Regions from separate parts of the Rattus norvegicus genome. Here region 1 is linked to region 2. A link is a contact called in public Hi-C data. All regions are on one chromosome and are shown on one strand. The core of a region is the stretch at or near the end of the contact, and the rest is flanking DNA. Distances in the headings are between cores, read along the strand shown. Region 1 has its middle 48 kb from the start of Krr1. Region 2 has its middle 180 kb from the start of Krr1.

What was found. A called contact is a pair of places that touch in the nucleus more often than the background predicts.
Region 1: a contact with region 2 is called in a Hi-C map of the A7r5 cell line, with 3 times the contacts expected there. The contact joins two enhancer-like sites. A contact is called at or near these places in 2 of 12 Hi-C or Micro-C datasets (the A7r5 cell line and mammary epithelial cells).

Annotation. Positions count from the first base shown.
Region 1 is chr7:49,311,217-49,315,524 of GRCr8, forward strand. No RefSeq gene overlaps it. Among named protein-coding and RNA genes, the nearest start is that of Krr1, 48 kb to the right of the region's middle. Within about 2 kb of position 1,630, at least 7 of the 93 cell types and tissues checked have an H3K27ac peak or open chromatin away from gene starts, as enhancers often do. A contact at or near this core is called in the A7r5 cell line, where this site is marked.
Region 2 is chr7:49,180,341-49,184,870 of GRCr8, forward strand. No RefSeq gene overlaps it. Among named protein-coding and RNA genes, the nearest start is that of Krr1, 180 kb to the right of the region's middle. Within about 2 kb of position 1,586, at least 6 of the 93 cell types and tissues checked have an H3K27ac peak or open chromatin away from gene starts, as enhancers often do. A contact at or near this core is called in the A7r5 cell line, where this site is marked.

The sequences.
Region 1 (4,308 bases), core at 380-2,879, 130 kb after region 2:
CTTGTTTTGTTTTTGTTTTTTGTTTTGTTTTTGTTTGTTTGTTTGTTTGTTTTTAAAGCAGAACAAAACCTGAAAGTTTTAAAAGTTTAAGACCCTTTAGAGCATGAATAGTGGGATCTCTAGTATTTGTGGTGAAGTTTTAACATATGCCACGTGACAGCCTCCTCCTTTGAAGTCAGTGAAGCCTGTGAGATCATGATGGACTCATAACAGAAGAAGCTCTGTGAAGAGCGGCCGAGTTGCCTCTGCCCTTATTTCCTGCGCATTGATCCTGTGATGTGAGCACATCTGTTACCTCCTTCTGCAAAGAGAACTGTGTGCCACATGACAGTTAGTCCTGGGCAGAGCCACGCAGGGTCACACAGCTAAGGAGGGCTGGGAAAACAAACCTTGATCTATATGACATTTATCTATCTATCTGTCTATCTGTCTATTTACCGTAAGCTTACTTTCTGCTCTGTCCTTCCAAGTCAAAGGCAGAAGTGAGTGGATAGGACCCACAACAGCTCTCACATTGTAACGTTACCCTCTGACTAGGGGAATTGATGGTAAGGCAGGGGCTAGAATATCTTCTTCCCAATTAACATGCATTTTTTTTCTTAGAGCAAGGGGACCTGTTTGACTGGCTTGGGGATAGAAAAGGCATCCTCTGTTTGGACTGCCTCCGTTTGGACTTCCTCACGCTTCATTTGTGTTGTTGGACATTCTCACTTATCATTAAGACGAGCAAAAGATCAATGTTTACAGCACTCTACCTCGCCCAATGCTGTGCTAGCTTCTCCAATGTTTTCCTATCCTCAATGATGATCATTGAAGTCCATGGGTTGACTTTAGGAAAAGTAAGAAGGTTTGAATCTGGCATTCTTGGAAAAACTCTGGGATCTTTCTCTCCCCTACCCTCTCTGGTTTCCTTTGAAAGGCAGGAGTGTTCAACCAACCCCTCCTGCTCCCTGGACTGTGGGTTGTAATGAGGGTTTAAAGAAACAATGTTTCCAGTTTAGGACTCTAATTAACGATGTTCCTGTTGAAGACTGAAGCAGGTAAACAATGGACTTACAGTCTTTACGATCTATTTTCGAAAACACCTTCAACGCCTCATCCAGTAGTCCTTTCCTTCTTCAAAGAGCAAGATTTAACTCCTTCATATTATTACATAGATGTTGCCTTTGTTTCTGTATGATACAGTGTGTGTGACTGTTACACGCACAAAGGAAGGGGGGAAAAGGTTATTTATTAAATAAGTTATTCATCGTAACAAATTTTAATGATTTTCAGACCAGAGCAACCATTTTTTTTCCTGCTCCTCCATCATAACTTTGACAAATACTTTCTCCTTTAGAGTTTATTATGGAAAGATTTCATTTTTATAAGCACACTTTCTTTCATGGACGCTTTAGTGATTCTGAAAATTAAGTGCTACTGGCATCTCTTGCTCTGAGCTCAGCAAGTGAAGAGAGCGTCATCGTTGAATTCTGCCTCAAGTCAGAGCAAACGCTTTTTGTCCCTCTTTTCTCCAAAGAAATAAAATCTTTATGTGCTCTGTATGTGGGGTAGGAAATAACAAGGAGGTCATTGTTCTCTGTCCCGCCTAACTGCAAGAGTAGACTGTTATTCTTTCAAGCACTGCCCCCTAGTGGTGAAAATTTTTCACGGTTTTAGACTTGGCATCTTAGTTAATTAAGCCTTCCCCTGCCTTGCTCCGTGCTGTTTCTGGAAAGAACCTGACCCTCTTCATCCTGTGTATTAAAATAACTCTTAGAATGAGAATTCCTGACACCATGGGGACTTTTACCTAGCTGTCTCACTGAGCACGGAATAGATGAGAAGAAATAGGTTGTAGCTTCTCACTAGTCCTGGGAGCTCGTGTTAAAGCAAAAGATAATACAAAGGGATAAGAATATTCAAGGAAGAAAGATCCACACCACAGATGAGGCGGAAAGATTATAAGAGCCAGAGGTAAGGAATGAGTCTATGGAAACAGTGTCTTCCAGACACGGCAAGCCCTAATGCACATATGAATTCACAGAAATGGTGGCACTGTGTACACGTCCCATGGTTCAAACCAGACAAAAGTCCCAGCACTGGGAAGGGCAAGTGGCACAAAGTCTCACTGCTAACCGAGAAGCTATTTCTAATGGATACCTGATGGGAAAGGCAAACTTACTGTCTTTAATGGAGTAGCAGTGAGGATATCAACCATACTCCAGGGCAGGAGAAGTTAGTCAGCACAAAACAGTCTCTCTCTCTCTCTCTCTCTCTCTCTCTCTCTCTCTCTCTCTCTCTCTCTCTCTCTCTGTGTGTGTGTGCTTTTTTGTTGTAGTTTAGTTTTCTTGGGTTTATTTTTCTGTTTTTTGGGGGTTTTTTTGCTTTTTTTGTTGTTATGTTGCTGTTTTGAGAGAGAGAGAGAACATGAAGTTGGATGAGTGGGTGAGATGTTGAGGATCAGGGAAAACTCCAGGAAGAGAAGATTATGATATATACATATATGATATATATTCAAAAGAACAAAAATATAGTACCTTAAAATTAAAAGTAATTCGAAGGAATGTAAACAAAGAAGGGCATATTGTTTGCAGTTTTCAAAATTAGCATTTTAAAGGCCACTTTGCTATCTGGACAAACGAACTATTCTGAAATGACTTGCTGTATGAGAAGCAAACAAGGAAACTGCCTTGAATTGCTGTGTCCTCTTTATAATGTCTTCATCATCATCATCATCATCATCATCGCCATCATCATCACCATCATCATCATCGTCAGTATTATTATTGTTGTTGTTGTTGTTGTTGTTATTTTGCCTTTGAGCAGACAGCCTGTTTGAACCTGAGTGAATCGCTCATGTTGGGCAGCCACTCTGTCTGAGGTGATACTCATGGACACTTGTGCCCCCTTTTACTTTTTAATTTTAGGACGGGGTCTCACTAAATTGCTCAGGCTAGTCTTGAACTCACTTTGTCGCCAGACACGTCCTCAACTTATTATTCTCCAGCCTCAGTGTTGAGTAGCTAGAATTAGAACTGTATATTTTTAAGAGACACAGGAAGTTTTGGGTTGCCTTTTCATTATTTGGTCTTTCTAAACAGGTTTCCTTTACTGTAACGTATGGACCTGTCTTAGTTAGGGTTTTACTGCTGTGAACAGACACCATGACCAAGGCAAGTCTTAGAAAGGCAGACACTTCATTGGGGTTGGCTTACAGGTTCAGAGGTTTATTCCATTATCATGGCAAGAAGCATGGCAGTGTGCAGGCTGACATAGTGCTCGAGAAGCAGAGAGTTCTACGTCTTGATATGCAGGCCAGAGTGACGCACTGGGCTTAGCTTGAGCACAGGAGACCTCAGAGCCCACCAGCTCACTGACGCATTTCCTCCAACAAAGCCACACCCACTGCAACAAGACCACACCTCCTAATAGTGCCACTCCCTATGGGCTAAGCATTCAAGCACAAGAGTCTATAGGGGCCATTCCTATTCAAACCACCACAGGACCATAATATCGCCTACCTGAAATAAATTAGTAATAAGCTTATGGGCTGATGCTTGAAAAGATACCAACAGTTTCCAATTCCTCACAAATACCAGGTATTCCGTTAAACATTTTTTTTCTTTTTTCTTTTTTTCTTTTCTTTTTTTTTTTTTTTTGGTAATATTTTGACATAACGTTTAGAAGGTTCTTCATCTTCTAGCCAAACCACAAAGGATGAGTCCTTCAATGAAGCATACAGGACAGTATTCAAAATTAATTTCCATTTACTTGGACCAGTTTTCTTTGCTGTGTATAGATAAGCCATGTTTCCCCAGCGCGCTCAGCTACAGTCGTACTTACTGGTCTCCGAGGGGCTCTTGTGTTTCACTCCTCCTTAGAGGACAGTTTCATACCAAGTATGAGTCCATATTAAGAAGCCAAATTTTATGGCTGCTCTAATACACTCAAGAGCATGAACATAGTGAGACTAGACGCTTCTGTTGTTAGTCCCCAGAACAGTAAGCTGGCCTTTGCGCCCAAAAGAGCAGAAACCGCGGACATGTAAAAGACAATTTCCGGGAAGCTAAGATCTGGGGATAATCTGTGAATCACTCATACTTTTCATTGTCCTCACATGTTAGGATCTAAAGCCCTTCAAGATTACATCATAGTTTGTAGCATCTCTCAATCACAAAGTGCCCCTTTCCTCCATAAACCGGCTCAATGCACAGCTGGGCACATTTTTGTGAGCCTGGCTGATGCGAGCCCTCCCCAACCCTCACTTCCGTTCCTCTGAAAGGTGCCCTTGAGACTTCATTCTTGCTCAGTGTCCTGTGAAAGGGA
Region 2 (4,530 bases), core at 336-2,835:
ATACAGACGGGATGCTCACAGCAAATTCCGAGGTTCCAGATGCCTCCTTTAGCATTACCTCTGCTATTGGGTGGCTAGCTCCATGCAGAAGGGGCAACAGAGTAAGGATTTGAATGAACACATGCGCAGCCCCTTTCCCTGTATTCTGATCTCAGCTGTGCCTTGTGAGAGGCTTGTATGAGATGGAAAGGGAAATGGGTCAGAGCCCTGACATCAGCTCCCTTGCGTGAAGAGTTTTAGTGACTTGCCCATGGTCATGTGTCTGATCATGCTTTCGCCCTCATGAGATGCTTTCGCTATATTTGATCACAGGGTTAAAAGTCTAAGGATGATAAACAATAGGCAAAGAGCTTCCATCACAACAGATTGTGTACTCTTATAATAGTTTATGTTTAATGGTGATATTGGCTTTAGTACAATCTGTTCTTCCTGACTTTGCCAGAAGTTGCGTTTTCCTAAGATAGAAATGCACACTTATATTCTATCTCTATGTGCACTGATATGCACACATATGTGTTTTCGTGTATCAATAGTCCATTCATATTAGGGACAAGAGGCAAATGTGTCTGGATTTGCACAAGTTGACAAAAAAGTAGTAAAATTAATTATTCCAGTTTATAAACAAGGTATTTAATTTCTATTAATTTAAGCCTTATTGCAAGCACCAAAATCATGCAGCGCCCCTGTGAACCTTTATGAAAGCTGAGGCGAAGTGACGTGTCCAATAATTAGAGAGAATGCCATAAAAGAGTTCAGACTTTTCCTCTTACTCCACCTCTTGGCCTTGCCCACGAGCACACATCAATGAGCGTTTTGGTTGTAAATACCATGAGATAAAATGTCTCTGCTCTTATCTCTGGAGCACATGCACTTCATTCTTACCAAGCTGGATCTCTTGGCCAAGTTTAGCCCCAAACCAACCAGCAACACTCTTTGCTTATTGCCCAAGACTGTCTTTAAGGAAGGACAGCCAGAGACCAATGACACTGCTCTGTCCCAGCTGACAGTCCCTTACTTAGAACTGCCTGCCCTGGAGTCCGGTTCCCCAGGTTGGAATTCAGTACTTTCTCTTGTTAGTTAGACGTTCTGGGACTATCTATTCCAAACCTCGTTTTTACATTTGTTAACAATTTTGGATAGCAGAAGCTCCTCTTTTACCTCAGGGTTTTAGGGAAGTGCAAACAAGGTATAACATGCAGGTTAAAAACTGCTCACAGAGGAGGGATTTCTGCTATCACATATAAAGGTGGAGAGGTGATCGGCAAAGCATGTTGATCAGCGGTTCTCAACCTGTGAGTCGCAACCCCTCTGGCAAAACCTGTGCCTCCAAAAGTATTTGCATTGAGATCATTAACAGTAGCAAAATTACAGTTATGCAGTAGCAACAAGAGCATTTTATGGTTGGGGGTCACCACAACATGACAAACTGTATTAAAGGGTCTGTCTTGGCATGAGAAAGGCATGAATCACTGACCTAGATTTGCCAAAGGTTCGCATGAATGGAGCTGAAGCCCCCAGGCTGTCTGTACAAGTGTTCAGAGGTACTCTGTGGACCTGTTAGTCATGGAGAAGTTATTCTTTTCTGTTTGCTTGACTTTTAGAGGACTCACAGGAAAGCACACTGTTATCCACCGAAGGATATCCATTGGCCGTAATGTCTGAACTTAGTCACTTACTGAACAAAAACATCATTCTTTATTCATACTTTAACTTCCTTTCCAGAAAGAAAAACAAACGGTGGCACGGACAACAACGCTTTGTCCAAGGTGCTCTCAGGCTGGATAAACAGATACATAGAGCGGTGCCCACTTTTTTCTTCCTTTCAACCATTCAAGTGAGTGTTCAGGATTATCCCTCTGAAGTCCCCATGTCACACGCTGGAAGCCCGTCCTGTGTGTGTGATGTCCACTCTTGTGTTTTCCCAGCAAACCAGCCAAAATGTAGGGGGCAGTGAGATATGTATAAAGCTTCGAGAAAAAGGCTCTTTGGGAAACTGTTAACAATCTAGAAGTTTGCACAGTGATGGTTTCACGAGTATCTTTAAGTTGTTTTACCTCTTTAAATGCAAAGCAAATGAAATGTGTAATGTTTACAGGCCATGAAGACTAACACCAGAGTACATACATCATACATCAGGGATATTTGTGAATATATACTTACCTGTGTATTTTACCTTTAAAGTTACTTTATTTGTATGCAGGAAACCACATGTATGCACATGCACAAACACACACACACACATACACACACACACACACACACACACACACACACACACACACACACACTAGGAGCTGGAGAGATGGGATTAGTGGCTAAGAGTACTGGCTGGTTTTTTAGAGGATCAGGTTCAATTCTCAGCACTCCCATAGTAACTCACAATCATCTGTAACTCCAGTTCTAGGCGTCAACTACCATCTTCTAGTTTTTGCAGGCACCAGGAATTCAAGTGCTACACAGACATATATTTAGTCAAAACACCTATACACAAAATAATTCAAATATACATGTGTATCAGTATGTATATATACATGCAAATACTTCATGTGACATGTACATGTGCATATATGTGCAGATACACACAAAGTAAACAGAATAACAATTCTCATTATTATCAACTTTCTTCCTTTTCTATATTCTTTTCAAATTGGTTTTGTTTTGTTTTGTTTTCCCCAATTGTTTGTTACACAATTGCTCCCAATGGTTTCCCAATTGTTACAAACACAAACACAAACACACACACACACACACACACACATATATACACACATAGACACATACACATACATACACACATACACATACACACATATACATATACACATACACACATATACACACATATGCACACATACATACACACACACAACACATATACACTTGGAGAATTTCATACATGTATACAATGAAATACAGTCATCTAAACCCCCCACTTCTCTTTTCCAAATTTCTGTGCATCCTCTCCAATACCCCTCAATTTCAGTCCCACCCCATTCACCTTATCCTTCTTTTGATAATCCACTGAACCCAATTAGAGCTGCTCATGTGTGTACTGGGGTGGGGCTATCATTGGAGCATGGGAAAACCATGATTAAAGACTGATTCTCTTTTCCCAGCATCAATCAGCTGCCAGTGGCTTCTCAGTAGGAGGTGTGGCCTGGAAATCATCTGCCTCATTTATATGGGTCTTTCAGCTGGCCTCATCTTGTGCAGGTCTTGTAGAGGTGACTGTAACTGGCATCCATTCATAATTGTGGTTTCCATGTCATATTCAGGAGAGAGCACCCCATAGCACCCCTCCCCAGTTTTTAGTTCTTATGCTCCTTCAGCTTTCTCTTCTACAGTGTTCTCTGAGTCGTGATGAGGATGGATAAAGATGTTCTATTAGAGCAGAGCATTCAGTGTTTCCTCTTCCTCTTCCCCCTCCTCCTCTTCCCCTTCTCTTCCTCCTCCATTCTCATCCTTCTTTTTGTTTTTGTCTTTTAACTTCATCTATTTACTTTCTTCTGCCCAAAATGCCATTGAGTACACAGTGCCTTGTACAGAGCACAGTGTCCTGTATGGAGCTCATACTGTGCAGTGTGAACTCGGACTACCCTAATTCTCTCTTCACCTGTATCGAAGTTAATATTAAATCTCCGGTTTTTGTTTGTTTGTTTATGTTCATTGGGTTTTTTAGCTGCATTTTTAATTTCTAGAATTTTGGCAGGGTTTTGTTTTGTCTTTTAGAAGACTACCTATGTCATTTTCTAGAGTGTTCAGTCTTGTTGAGGTTCAAATCACAGAAAACAAACATATGCACCCCTAAATGCCTTTTAAATATTCTGTGGATTTTCTTGGATTTTATTTATTTTCCTTTGTGTTCTCACAGGTGTAGGTTTTTCTCAATCGACATCAGACATTATAATTAGAAGCCATTTGTAGAAATCAAGACCCAGTACATCTTGATTTAGAAATTATTTGGTTTTGCCTCAGTGGTTGCTTCTGAATGTTAGCAATTTAAGATCATCACGATTTATTTTCTAGAACAGAGAGAATTACGACTTGGCTGCTGTTCTAATGACAGATCACGTCTGGTTCACACGTTCAGAGTCCTGACCCTCTCTGCTAGTAGAGGACCCAACTGCAGTTTTGAGGACCCAAACTGAGTTCTTGGCACTCACATGGAAGTCATAACCACCAATAACTCCAGCACCAGGGTCTCTGAGTCCCTCTTCTAACCTCAGTTAGCATTAAGCTTGCACATGCTGTACATACATGCTGCAGAAAAACATTCATATGCATAAAATAGGATAATACATCTTTTAAAAAAGAAACCCTCGATACTCTATTACTTTTCATTAGATTTTAAATTGTCTGCAACATTTTCAAGCCACTTTAAGTGATAATATGCCCTAATTCTTGACCATTTGTGTAAGCATTTTTATTCCTGAAGATTGGCTAAGAAATGCTTGATAATCTATGGCATGAATCTTATTAAATTTTTATTGGGACCTAAATCATATATAATTATTCTAGATGAATATCTAT